Regions from separate parts of the Mus musculus genome. Here regions 2 and 3 are each linked to region 1. The links are chromatin contacts, called in public HiChIP or PLAC-seq maps. All regions are on one chromosome and are shown on one strand. Each heading gives the region's core, a stretch centred on a gene start, on an enhancer-like site or on the middle of the called end of the contact. The rest is flanking DNA. Distances are from core to core; before and after follow the strand shown. Region 1 holds the start of Galnt7 (polypeptide N-acetylgalactosaminyltransferase 7). Region 2 overlaps Galnt7 (polypeptide N-acetylgalactosaminyltransferase 7). Region 3 overlaps Galntl6 (UDP-N-acetyl-alpha-D-galactosamine:polypeptide N-acetylgalactosaminyltransferase-like 6).

The links. HiChIP or PLAC-seq counts read pairs in DNA pulled down with a chosen protein or histone mark.
Region 2: an H3K4me3 HiChIP or PLAC-seq map of bone marrow-derived macrophages shows a contact between it and region 1, with 4 times the contacts expected there. The contact joins the enhancer-like site here to the promoter of Galnt7 in region 1. A contact is called at or near these places in 9 of 39 promoter capture datasets (the 3T3-L1 cell line, cranial neural crest, embryonic stem cells and 5 more), 1 of 15 datasets of contacts at CTCF or cohesin (the NIH/3T3 cell line), 19 of 484 Hi-C or Micro-C datasets (Sertoli cells, bone marrow-derived macrophages, cerebellar granule neurons and 10 more), 19 of 115 datasets of contacts at active chromatin or transcription factors (the 230-238 cell line, the NIH/3T3 cell line, the SCID.adh cell line and 10 more) and 2 of 9 other capture datasets (embryonic stem cells and pancreatic islet).
Region 3: a contact with region 1 is called in an H3K4me3 HiChIP or PLAC-seq map of neural tube, with 2.6 times the contacts expected there. The contact joins the enhancer-like site here to the promoter of Galnt7 in region 1. A contact is called at or near these places in 17 of 39 promoter capture datasets (the 3T3-L1 cell line, 3T3-L1-derived adipocytes, the HPC-7 cell line and 11 more), 41 of 484 Hi-C or Micro-C datasets (the 3T3-L1 cell line, 3T3-L1-derived adipocytes, B cells and 27 more), 27 of 115 datasets of contacts at active chromatin or transcription factors (the 230-238 cell line, CD4 single positive thymocytes, the HPC-7 cell line and 18 more) and 2 of 9 other capture datasets (adipose tissue and embryonic stem cells).

Annotation. Positions count from the first base shown.
Region 1 is chr8:57,650,188-57,654,322 of GRCm38.p6, forward strand. It overlaps Galnt7 (polypeptide N-acetylgalactosaminyltransferase 7), which reads right to left and starts at 2,868. Exons shown (of 12, transcript NM_144731.4): 1 at 2,666-2,868. The coding sequence starts at 2,791. AW046200 (expressed sequence AW046200) reads left to right here and starts at 1,566. Exons shown (of 4, transcript NR_040698.1): 1 at 1,566-1,800.
Region 2 is chr8:57,557,478-57,561,492 of GRCm38.p6, forward strand. All of the region lies in intron 2 of Galnt7 (polypeptide N-acetylgalactosaminyltransferase 7), which reads right to left. Among named protein-coding and RNA genes, the nearest start is that of Gm25379, 9.7 kb to the left of the region's middle. Within about 2 kb of position 1,279, at least 2 of the 459 cell types and tissues checked have an H3K27ac peak or open chromatin away from gene starts, as enhancers often do. A contact at or near this core is called in bone marrow-derived macrophages and microglia, where this site is marked.
Region 3 is chr8:57,771,387-57,775,935 of GRCm38.p6, forward strand. Galntl6 (UDP-N-acetyl-alpha-D-galactosamine:polypeptide N-acetylgalactosaminyltransferase-like 6) reads right to left here. Exons shown (of 12, transcript NM_175032.3): 12 at 2,666-4,549. Among named protein-coding and RNA genes, the nearest start is that of Gm2921, 26 kb to the right of the region's middle. Within about 2 kb of position 1,620, at least 15 of the 459 cell types and tissues checked have an H3K27ac peak or open chromatin away from gene starts, as enhancers often do. A contact at or near this core is called in neural tube, where this site is marked.

The DNA of each region.
Region 1 (4,135 bases), core at 1,618-4,117:
GGATCAGAAGTCTAAGGTCATCTTCAGACAGACTGGAAAGGTAAGGATATTTAAAATATCATTCAGCTTTGACAAACGCCAAGAGGCTCAGAAGAGGGAATTTTTGTCTTCACCTCACTGCTCTACAAAATTAAAGCAAAGACATCTTCAAAGTGCTCTTTACTTCCTGTAATAACAACTGTTCAAGACAGAAGCGGTCCTGAGTGGACGGAGCCACGGGCCTATCTGGTGGAAGCAGAGGCAGAACTTTCCTTCTGGAGGGATCAAAGAGGCCACATATAGAACCCACATCCAAGAAAGAGAAGCAGGTCCTCATAAAAGACCTGCAACCTCAACGGAAAAGTACCACAAGGTAGAGGAAAAACCCAGGACTCTGGGACTCAGCATCCCAATCGGCCCTAACTCTCCCCTAGCACTGGGTCTCAAGAACCCACAGGTTCCTTTTAATCAGAGGGAAGAGGCAGTCTTTAATGAACAAACACTCTTATGACATCTGACACCTAAATCGCTTTAGATTACTATTTGCTCGTAAGTTATTAATGCCCCCTGATACCTGAGCATTCTTTTTAATACAATGCTAGTAAATCTTGAAAAATCTTTGTCTATCTTGGGCAAAATACAGAAATGACAAGTTATACTAGGTCCATTGGCAAACTTATCAAATAAATTGTACAAAAAAATTAAGTTATGCTCACTTTATAGACAGTAAGGTGGGCACTATAGTTTATTATATATCAACACTAATAAACTACCTAGAAAGAAGTTATGATGCACCCCAACTTCTTTTTCCAACTTTTTGAGACTAGAGTCTCCTATAGGCCTAGCTGTCCTTGAACTTATATATGACCTTCTTCAGCTCCCCAAATGCTGGGATTACTGGCAGGCGCCACCGTGCTGGGTCCAATCATGGCTTTAAAAGGATCAGAACTACAGGACATTTTGAACATAACTAGTTATAGCAGGTTTTCAATTTCCTTCTCAGAAAAATGGGGCTTAGGATTTTCAGCATCATATAATGCCTCTTATATAAAAGAGCAGTTCATGACTTGAAAAAATCAATTTCAATATTCATCTCATCAAATCAGTTTGAGAGCAAAAATATACAAAAAAAAAATCACTCCAAACACAGTGAAAAGGAAAAAAAAATTCATCAATTTAGACTTTGGTGAGACTCCACTTCAGTAAGGCCAGCCCCAAATGCAGCAATTTACAGATTAAGTTGTGTGTGTCATAAGCATCAACTGAAGAGCCCTACTCTTGGAAGGTCGTCACAAGCTTTTCCCCTCAACTTCCTGACGCTAACTTTCCAAAAGTAAAATTAATAAAGTAGATTATGTAGCTGCAACGCTGATTTTGCAGAAGGCACTTTCTTAAGAGACTCCTCCCACGGCTGCTCAGCGTCTGTGTCCAGAACTCCTAGTGTCTCCCACTTCTTCTGAGTCTAACCTGGACTCGAGGTTGTGGGGCTTGGAGGGCTCGGGGATGAGGAACTCCGGGGGAGCAGGGGGTGTAACGGTTCACCAAGCTGAGGGGGTGGGGGTTAAGCTGGGGAGGTGCGAAGCAGTTCGCGCCGCCAACTGCCGGGGCGAGCGTAGCGCAGTGGCCGGATCCCGGTAACTAAAGTTCCGAGAAGCCTGACTAAACCCTCAAAGCCGGGACTGTCAAGACTAACGCCGGCGCCGAGGGCGGCAGACGGATGCGTCCCAGCGGAGCGCGCCTCTCGGCGTCAGGCTGATGGAACAGGCAGCGAGGGGCGGCCAGGAGCCGGCACAAGTTAGGTCCTCGGCCGGAGCAGCCCAGGTAGGGCCGGGGGACTGGAGCCCGCTCCGGATCCGCAGGACGAGGGAGCACAGCGGGCGACCGGGGCTCCCAGGCGCCCCGGTGCAGGGACGCCGATCCGGGTGGGGACGTGTCTCTCCCCTGTCCGGGAATCGAAGGGACAAGGGGTGCGGGGCGAGGCCTCAGCTACACGTTGCACCCGGCTCCCGGCCACGGGAGTTGCGGAGAGGCGGCGCCGTGGGCTGGAGCCCGAGGCGGACAGGCTAGGGGCGCCCCCGCGGCGAGCACCCGGACTGGGCGGGGACCACAGGAGAGGCTGGACCGCGGGGCCTGCTCCACCGGACCACGGCGGCGGCGCCGGCATCTCGCCTCCTTCAGGCCTGCACGCGCCACAGGCCGCAGCTCGGACCAACCCCGCGCCCGCCTGCCGCCAGCGCGGGGGTCGTAGCCCCGAGTCGGACGCCGAGCAGCCTCGGCTCCGGGGAGCCGACTCTGTCCTGCGATTCCGCCCCGGCAGTCCCGGCGTTGGAGCGGCCGCCTATAGCCGCCACCACGGCCGCCGCGGCGGCCGCGGTAGCGGCAGCAGCAGCAGTAGCGCGGGTGACGGCGCTGAACCCGGGGCGGGGACGCGCGGGAGGAAGGGGCGGCCAGGGGGCGGGCCGGCGGCGGCCGAGGGGTACCCGCGGCGTAGGGCTAGGCGCCCCCGATCGGCCGGCGCCGGGCCAGCGCCACCTGCGGAGCTGCGGCGCCCACGCGGCCGCGACCCCGCCGCCCCTTGCTCCCGCCACATACACACACACACACACACACACACACACTCACGCGCGCGCGCAAAAAAACAAGTTGCAGGTCGCCTCTGCCGGAGGGGGCCAGGCGGGTCACTCACCCTCATCCTGCTCAGTGGGCTCTGGTCGTCGGGCCGCGAGGACAGGGAAGACCAGAGGACCACGAGCCCCAGGAAGCTTCCCACCACCAGCAAACTGCGTAAGATGAACCCGATCTTCAGCCTCATCTTCCTCCGGCGGCGAGAGACACACAGCCCGGCGCAGCCGCCGCCACCGCTCTCCCCTCCCTCCTTCCCCCTCCCCCGGCCCTCCTCCTCCTCCTCCTCCTTCCCCCCCCCCCCCCCCCCGGATCACTACGCCCGCCGCCCTCCCCACCGCCTGCCCTCTCCAGCACCAGATCCGGAACTCCCCTCGGCTTTACCTTCCCCTGGCTCGCCCCTCCGCCCCCTCCCCGCGCCTGCCTCTGCACTGCTCTGCCGCACCCCCTCCCCTCCGCCGGCCTCCGCAGAGCTCCGACCGGCCGGCGTGTGTAGCTTTCCAGGCTTCCCTTCTCTCTACCTGCCCGCTCTAGCTCCGCAGTACCCCCTTCCTCCACCCGCGACCGCGAGAACCCACCCCCCACCACCCGCGAGTCCCTAGTAACCTTGGAACTAACTTAACACTTTCCCCCAGGTCTGGTCTTAGCCTTTGCCCTAAGGCTCCGCTTCCTAAAGCTTGCAGATCCCCAAACTTTTATTGTAATTAGGGACCAAAACTCTGTCCTTGACGCCCGTGCCCTGCCAGGATGCTGCCGCCCGGTGCCCCTCAGGTGGACCTGCAGACGCCCTAGGCTGCCCTGCCCTTCCCGACGCCCACTGCTCAATCTCCCCAGCCAGAGGCTTGCAGGAAGGAAACCAGGAAGTCAGCCACCGCTGCTGCAGCAGTAACTCCACGTGGCTGATTTATAGCTGTTTTTTTTTTTTTTAATCTTGTTTTTTCACAGGGCTCCTTAAGGAGGTGGATTTGTAATCGAAAGGCCCAGGTGAGATGTGCAAACACCACAGAACTAAAAGAGGACTCACTTGGAAAGGCAGTATTGCCTTCTCTCTTGGGCTAATTAGAAAGCCAAGTCGACTAGCTAATTCTCACTACGGTCCCTGTTAATGGACTTGCAAGTTCCTACTCTGGGGAAAGTGGATTTCGGGCTTTTAAAACGTTCCGTACATGCATCGTTGCTTCTCTCACAACTGACTTTTCCAGGAAAGGATATTGGCAAATGTTTAGCTACACGCCTCTCCCTTGTACATTGTGCCAAAGATGTCAATCACTTTAAATCACAGTCTGCAGTGTGTGCCATACCCCTAAACTACTCAATTTGTTGAACAAATGCTTTTCGGTAGCAGGTTTAAGGATGGCGTAAATTGACCTTTTTAATCCTAATATTGCCTTATCTGCATGTATTTTGCTTTCGAAACAAGTGAAACTTGGTTAAGTCTCCCCTAGTGATCAACAGTATATGCATTGTTATTCAGATATGGTTGTCCACTATTGAGAAGATGGAAAACTGACTGTGATTATGAGCATAGCTGGGA
Region 2 (4,015 bases), core at 29-2,528, 94 kb before region 1:
CTCTTCTCTTCTCTTCTCTTCTCTTCTCTTCTCTTCTCTTCTCTTCTCTTCTCTTAAAGATTTATTTATTATTATATGTAAGTACACTGTAGCTGTCTTCAGACAGACCAGAAGAGGGCATCCGATCTCATTATGGATGGTTGTGAGCCACCACATTATTGGGATTTGAACTCAGAGCAGTCGGTGCTCTTAACCGCTGAGCCACCTCTCCAGCCCCCTTGGCTTCTTTTCTTAGCCCTATGCTGACCTTTAGTGAGGGTGAGTCTTTAAGTCTAAATCATGGGGGCCTTCCTCACACCAGTGTCAAGCCTCTAGAAACAAACTTGCTGTCTTCTTTTTGGAAAACATTGTTCCTCAAATCCCTTCCCTTTTCTTCAGTGTCTCTGGGTAAGGGATGAGACTTCGACTTAAATGCATCTGGTAAATTGCTCAGTATTGGGTCCTGACCACAACACAGGCAAGCACACACACACACACACACACACACACACACACACACACACACGCATACACACATAGAGTTAATCCAATTCAAATTCAAAAATAAGACATTTAGAAGACTTAGTAAATCTAATACACTTTAAAGAAGTCAATTATAAAATTTAAATATGCAGCTAATTCTTGATAATGAGGAAACAAAAAATACTATTTTCCCTAATACTTTAAAACCATATACTATGCCCAAATTATTTATTTATTCATTGCATTTTTACTTCAAGCAGAATCTACATTTGAAGGGAACATGATGCTCAAATCTGTTTAGAATGTCTACTTAAAGCAGCCACTCCAGGGGCTGGAGAGATAGCTCAGTCGTTAAGTGCATTGTCTGCTCTTCTGAAGGTCCTGAGTTCAAATCTCAGCAATCACATGGTGGCTCACAACCATCTGTAATGAGATCTCACTCCATCTTCTGGAGTGTCTGAAGACAGCTACAGTGTACTTACATATAACAAATTAATAAATCTAAAGAAAAAGAAGGCAGCCACAACATGGTCTGTCTAAGAACACAATTCCTGAGTAGGAGTTCATCTCTGGACCAGCAGAATGGACTATCAGGGAACACTTGTCCTAGCTAGGACAATGAAGTCTTTCACTTTTGATTTCGAGCTTGGGTGACTTTAGTTAGTTTCTAGTTATACTTGCATGGCAAGGCAAGAGTTTTGACATAGAAAAAAGCTTTTCATAGAGAATACAAGAGCAAAAGCTAAGTGGAGATGAGTGTATGACTGTTTGACAAGCACATGGCTTCACTTCTTCATTTGCTCCCCCCTGGCTCTGCATCTCCAATGACTGTCACATGGCCTGTGTGATTTTGGTGTCCATGAGACAGTCCAACAGGCCCTCTTCACCTACTTGTTTGAGCTAGTTGCAAAGATTTGTTTTTTTAAGTAACTACCACATCTAGCATGTTAACCTTAATATTTTCACTAAATCTAAGCTCATTATATACATGTGTCCATGGAATTAAGCTTAGAGTCTCACTACTCCATCAGTAAAGCAAGCCATCTATCTACTTCCTCTTGGAGAGTTTCTCTCTGGCCATTGGTGAAGTTGCAGAAAGACGAGCTAGAGATGGCCTCTCCAGGTGGTATCACTTGGTAGGTTCTAAACACATTCTGCATAGATGAATGTTAGCATTAGAGAACTATAAATGTCACCTAAATTAGAAATATAAACCAAGAGCATGCCTGGGTTGGACCTACGCCCTCAGCACATATGTAACACTTGAACAGCTGGGTCTTCATGCAGGACTCCTAACAGCAGGAGCAGGGGCTGGATCTGACTCTGATGCCTGCTTTTGGATATCTTTCCCCAAACTGGGCTGCCTTGCTTAGCCATAGAAGAAGAGGATGCACCCAGTCCTACTGCAACTGAATATGCTAAGGTGGGTCGATATCCATGGGAGGCCTCCCCTTTTCTGGGGAGGAAGGAAAGGTGGAGGGAGGGGAGAGGAGAAGGAGGGACTGAGTGGACAGGAAGGAGGATGCAATCGGGATGTATAGTAAATTAAAAAATAGTAATTTTGAGAAAAAAAGTTAACACGAGATACTAATTTGAAATAATAACAAAAAAGCTTTCAAGGTTTGTAATCTAGTCAGCACTAAAGCTACCTAAAGTCGGATGACTTGGCCCGTGTGGAATCTATTAGAGTGGTTGGTGTCACAATTCTGAAGGGTCCACACACCTTTCCTTGGATACAGCAAGGGCAGCTGATCAGACTTACAAGATGACTCAGGTTCGCTCTCCACAAGACAGACAGTGGGGTACAAAGATCATTTTCTTTGGTCCCCCATTCTAGCCTCCATGTAGACAGGCCCGTTCTTGATGCTACAGTCTTTCTTTGGGCCAGATACAATGGAGTCGAGTTACAGTTTGTTTCTATCCTAACCATTTTCTCCAGCTTCCATCCACGAAGAGCTCCTGCCCTTCTCCTTCGCTGTTAGACACTAATTACTTTTCCCTAATGTTCTTATTAGTTAGTCCTCCCTTGAAGGTCAAAATTCAGTCTGTGGTAATAGAACTCACTCAGCCTATTATCTGCAAAATGAAAATATCAGCAAAGCTAAGCTCATTTCTACCCAAACAGCATGTCACGATCATGCCAATTCTCAACACATATTTGTTGATTTGATTTCAGAAAATGTTTACAGGTCTACTCTTTCCCAGAGTCACGGAACACCATGTATTTTTCTTTGTTAATGAGTCAAATGTTATTGACAAGGAGAATAAGAAATCTTACATTCTTTGGGGAGGTTGAAAATCAAGTTGACGGCCATAGAATTAATGGCTGTGCTTGGAAAAAATTTCAAGTATATCACCTGTCATGTCAAAACTAAGAAATGGAGCAAAACAGCTGTTAACAGCAGTTCTTGATTGAGCACATTAGACAGTAACACAGTTGGAACCCAGGGCAAATATGAAGGTATGGCCAGTGTGCAGTTTTGGCTTGGCTCCTCAGATCAGCTCAATCTCACTCAATAAATGACAGCTGTCTGTCACACGCACAAGGTTTAAGACAAATGCTCTGGTTCCAGTTGGGTTACTGCATCGGTTCCGGGTACTAGAGTCTTGCTCTGAGGCCAGCTGAGGATTCTGAAAAGGTGAGTTATTACCAAACAATCAGTGGGTTAACAGAGAGGGGACTGTTTCAGCCAAGCAGGTTTCCTAAAACCTTTCCAGGCTGAATCCCGGGTTAAGAGAAACAGAAGAAGCAATAACAGCAATAGCCTTGTGCAGTACGCACGGCCTAGAGCAGCAGTCGCCGGCTCAGAACACCGTGGCTTCTGCTGACTGGCACGCAGGCTGGCACAATGGTGCAGCCGGCACAAGGGAGCCCCAGAAGCAGCGTCAAAGTGGAAGGAGAGAGCCAACTGAACAACTACCCTGTCTTCCACATATGAGGTACAGCTCGCATGCCTCCCCCTTCTTTCACAGAGCCCCCGATAATAAATACCATGAAAAATAGGAAAACTCTGAATGCATTCATTTCCATTCTCTCTGTGACAGTCGGTGAGATACAGCTACACCATTAGCCATGACGTCACCCTTCCTTTTCCCTCAGCTGTCCATCCAGAGTCCTCCTTAACACACTCACGGCATGGCTAGAACTCACAGCTCCTAAAGAGCAGTCAGATGTGATGTCATCGTTGGACAACACAGCTTGTGTTCCCTGTAGTAGCCTGGATCAGAGACCTCCAAGCGTGAGGAGCACAGCTCCATCTCAGCTGGTGCTGTGCAGTTAAAGTGTCCAGCAAGCCAAACAGGAGGCGGAAGCTACGGACTGGAATGCTTGCGGACTGTGTAAGAAGACATAGGAGACAGAGACCTGTACAGCGGATTGATGAACAAACACGGTGACCTTATGCCTCTTTGCTATGGAGACAGGTGGCCTCAGAGACACGCAGGCTAGAGTCAGAGGACACTGACTGGGCAGAGGGGTAGACAGCACGGTATTGAACACAGAGTAAAGACTCAAGTGCTCACAAGGAATCTTAGAGCGAACAGTTCCAAGTAC
Region 3 (4,549 bases), core at 370-2,869, 120 kb after region 1:
CACTTTGAATCAAGGCTCACACTGTAGTCCAGGCTAGCCCAGAATTCAAGTCTATCCTCTTCCCTGAGCTTCCCTCTTGAAGGCCTGGATTGCAGCTGTGAGCCACTATACTCTGCAAGAGAAGGTCAGCTTAGGGTTTTGTTGTGGGAGTAAATTCGAAGTCTCTGACTGGTAGCTGATTTCTGTCCCTGAGGACTGAGCTCATTAACTGTCCCAAAACACAAAATGTTTGCTTTAAGATTTGTCATCGACAGCTATACAAATAGCTTGAGTTGCTCACTTCTTTTGTTCCAAATACCCTGGAAATCTCATTAAGAGGGATTAATCCTGGATTCCATTTGGGTGTTCTTACTTTAATAAGCTTGTAGGAAAACCAATAAAAACACAGAGGTACAAAGAAAAAAACACAATAGAGGGGTTAAAGCCCCAAGTCCCAGAGGCATAAGGGATCGCACTACTGTGAAGTAACTGAGCATTGCTGGGACATATGAGGTACCCAGGAGGGTGACTGATACGGAGTACTGAGTACCGAAGGCCTGGGTTCTCATCTCAACTCTGCTGATTTGCCAAAGGACTGCAAAATTTTTTCTTCGGAGTCTTGCAGTTTCTTCAGAAGGACAGTTAATGTCATCTATTGCAAGAGTCAATATATTGGGCAGAATGTCATAATAAATATAAGATGGTTCTGCAAAGCAGAAGCAATAATGAAACCATGTTTATCCTGTAATGTCAACATATTAGGATTAGACAAGCAGCCTTTATCTATGCTGGCTATCCACTGTCTGTACTCAGAGAAGTCTGAGATGTCTTAGTCTCACATTTCAATAGAAAATTTAAACTATTTAAAAATCCATTTACATTATTGTTTTATTAATTCTGCAACTTCTTTTTTTGGGGGGGTAGGTAGATAAACGAAATCTGGGAGATAACCCTTCATTTAAAAACCTGTCAACTCTCATGTAAACTCGATGGAAAGTCGTCAGTAGAATGACTATATTCTGGTCCCACTGGGAGGGAAGGAAGGCTAGCGGATTTCTTGCAGACATGAAGAAGCAAAAGACTTCTTTAGCAATTCCCACAGAGGAATCATACACAGCCTGAGTAGATTATAAATAAGTTGACTATTCAATGTGTTACATAATTCAGGTCATTTTTTAAGAGCAAAGGAAGACACTATGAATAGTTACATAGTAAGTAGACATAAACCATGACTGTCCCTGAAAATCCAGAATATATGCTTCTTGGTTATGATTGGCTTTCATCCCAAGGTGAATGATGTGCGGGTAAAGTCATTAGCAATAGGATTTGGAAATCTAACCAGCCTTTCTGTACTGCGTCAGTTACTTCCGTTTGTTACATGGAGCAGATGTGAATAGCAGAGAATTCTCAAAATCCCAGAGAGCCAGTGTGTGGGGAGCTGAAGGGAACAACAGCAGGTGGGAGGGATACAGGAAAAGTCTCCAGATTTCTCTGAAGAGAAGCATCAAACACCTGCGCCCGAGCTGTTTCTGCTGACAGGCCACAGAACCAGACACACCAGTCTGGAATGTCAAGAGCAGAGATGAGTGGCTGTGGATAAAAGCTTCAGGCTGGTGTCAAGTCTACCAAATGGAGTTGCAAAGAGCTTCGAGTTCTGCAGGCAAAGGCTATAGACATAAATCAAAGAGCGCTCTTCCAACGCTGGCAGTGGGGGAGCCACTGGCCACTTGTCACGCTTCAGTGTCCTCAACCAGAGCTTCACACGTGGAGAATAATTACTGTTTGCTCTCAGTCTGTGAGTGACGGTGTCGAGGGTAGGATTTTCCCAGGCAGTGAATGGAGAGGGCTGTACACACTCATGTCTACAGAGACGGTGATGCACTCTCCCACGTGTGTTCACTCACCTGATCATAAAGAATCACTTAAAATTTCCCTTTGAGGTGTTCCTTTGCATGATTTATATTGAAGACCTTATTTCCAGCATATTCTCAGCACCCAGCTACATACATGACAGCCTTATATTCCCAATAGGGGGAAAAATAAAGAGCGTTTTAGTGAGCAGCTTTGTGGGGATAAATAAACAGTTACAAGGGCATATTTTTAAAGATGATCCTAAAATCTGAAAGGGTGGAAAAAAAAACCACCCAATGTTCTTCTGCAAGCAAGAGCAGGGGAACTAACTGCCAACTCTAGGAAAACTGAGGCAAGGGGCTAACACCCCCTTCTCTGAGCTTTCTGGAGAGTGAAGAATTAGGGGAGGAATGGCTCAGTGGTAGAAGTAGCCCTTTGTGACTGATAGACAGCAGGCTTTTAGAATCAAAGTATCAGTGTTCCTTTTGATGGATCTGCTGCCTTTATAGAGGTGGTCTTTCAAGTATAAGATTCCTTTTGCTCTTTTCTTATAGATAGTTCTAGAAGGATGAAAATAGGACTGGGAATTCAGTTCAGAGCACTTGCCTCGTATGCTCGACACTCTAGGTTCAATTTCAAACACTGAAGAAAAAAATGGAAGTTTTCCATGTGAAGATACGAAGCATACTTATATTTTGACAGCTACCTTCTTTTGAAATATTGGCTTGCCATGGAAAGAAATGGTGTCAAGTTGACATTGGTTTCATGTTTCTTAAAGAAATGTAGAGATAATGGGGCTAACACTGCTTTTTCATTGACTGTGAGTCCATTTGCATCATGTGTTATTCATTTATTGTATAAAGTTCTATGTTATCAATTCACAAAATAGTCCTGGAGCTTGCGTTATTCACGGAGGCTTCTGATAGAATGAATACATTTAAAAACAGTCAAGTGATTCTATTCATATATGTAAATAAAAGTAGACACAGAAGCCAGTATATCATTATTGCCAAGGTACTCATCCAATCTTGAAAAAGTATGAACCACACACTTAGTTCCCAATTGTTTTACAGCATATTTTCCCCCAGTAAAAACATAAAAGGGTCTTTAAAATTAATTATTGTTTTACTTCTGTCAGAGCTATTTCTCATCATGGAGAAGTAGCAACTTCTGCGATACATTAACTTTTTACCATCCCTCATTTTAGGAAAAGAATCTATGGGCACTCGACCATGGACTTCTCAAAGGATGTTACTTCCAGGAGCAATAGTCTTTCTGAGGACTCTTCTATCCTTCTTGCTAATTCAAAGGGCAAACCTATATAGTTTTATGCTTGCTTTTCAGATAGTATTTCAAGCAAGTAAGCGCTTGACCTTCAGTGGTATAGGAAGCATCTCTTCCAGTGTGCTTTAATGGGCAGTGCTCTGCCCTCTTGCTTAGGGGCCCTCTCCAGGCTCTACTACATTTGTATGTTCCCTGTGTGCACACAATTAATGACTGGCTCATAGTTGGAAGTTTTAATTTTGGATTTAATGTCCAAGCTTTCATTCTATGTTTAAAGAAAAAAATAATATATATATTTTTAAAAAATAATGTTTTATTCAGAGAGTAAGAGACCGATCTTGATTGATCACTGTGTTCTTCACTAAAATGCTGCAGTACTTACGATAGGGCCAATTGAGTTAGCCATGACTATAGCATCCTAAGAGATAATTACAAATCTGGGCTTCGGGGGAGGGGGGGCACAACCCAAGATTGTGTCTTTGGTACAATTGTAAATGGCAATCAACTGCTTAATGACATAATGTGGATTTTTATAGAATCATCTTAGTCCCCAGCCAGATTGGTCTCGGATCATTTGAGAGATAAATCCTTCCTCACACCTTAGACATGTTCAGCACATAGGATAATTTCTCACTATTGATTTTCTCCACTATGCATCTTCGCTGTTTCGAGATCACTTGACATATACAAAAGATCTCAGTGACAATCCGTTTAAAAAGAAGAGCTTGTCAGAAGAATGCTTGAAAAAATATCAGTAAAGATACTGAAGTAATCCTTCCCCAATTCTTAGCAGGGTAGTTTAACTGCATATTTGATTAGAGGACAGAAAATAATAGTGCACATTTTCAAGAAGATATAGCATATATATTAGGTTTCTGAATGACTGGGCATTTTGAGAGAAGTACAGGATTCTTTTCCACTGAGTGAGGTGTCCAGGTGAAAAACCCCACCAGAAGCTGGGCCTCTCTGGGCTTTTCTTATTTATTTTAAAAACAACTCCAAGAGAAACAAAATATTTAAACAACAACAACAAAAAGGACAGACTCTTGTGTATCTTCCTGTCCTGAACTTCAGTGATCTATGTCCAAAATGTTAGATGTATATCTTTTTATTAACAAGGAAACTACATCAAAAAAATAGAAAAAGCAGTATAGGAATGACCTGTACTCAAAACAGATGGAGCATGTATATCAAATGATTCCCCCTCTCGAGACCAATCTTCACTCCTGCACTTCTTCTCTCCACTCCATCATCATTGAAAAGGGAAAAATTGTTTAAAGGATTAAATATCCAATTTAGTTAGTTTTCAAGTTACTTCATTTTTTTCCTCATACCCCTGAAATATTATTGTCCATTAGCAGAAAATGACATCAGAGATGCTTTATTAATGGTAGTTCCTTTTCTAGGCTTCTGAATAAAACAACAATACCTTTAT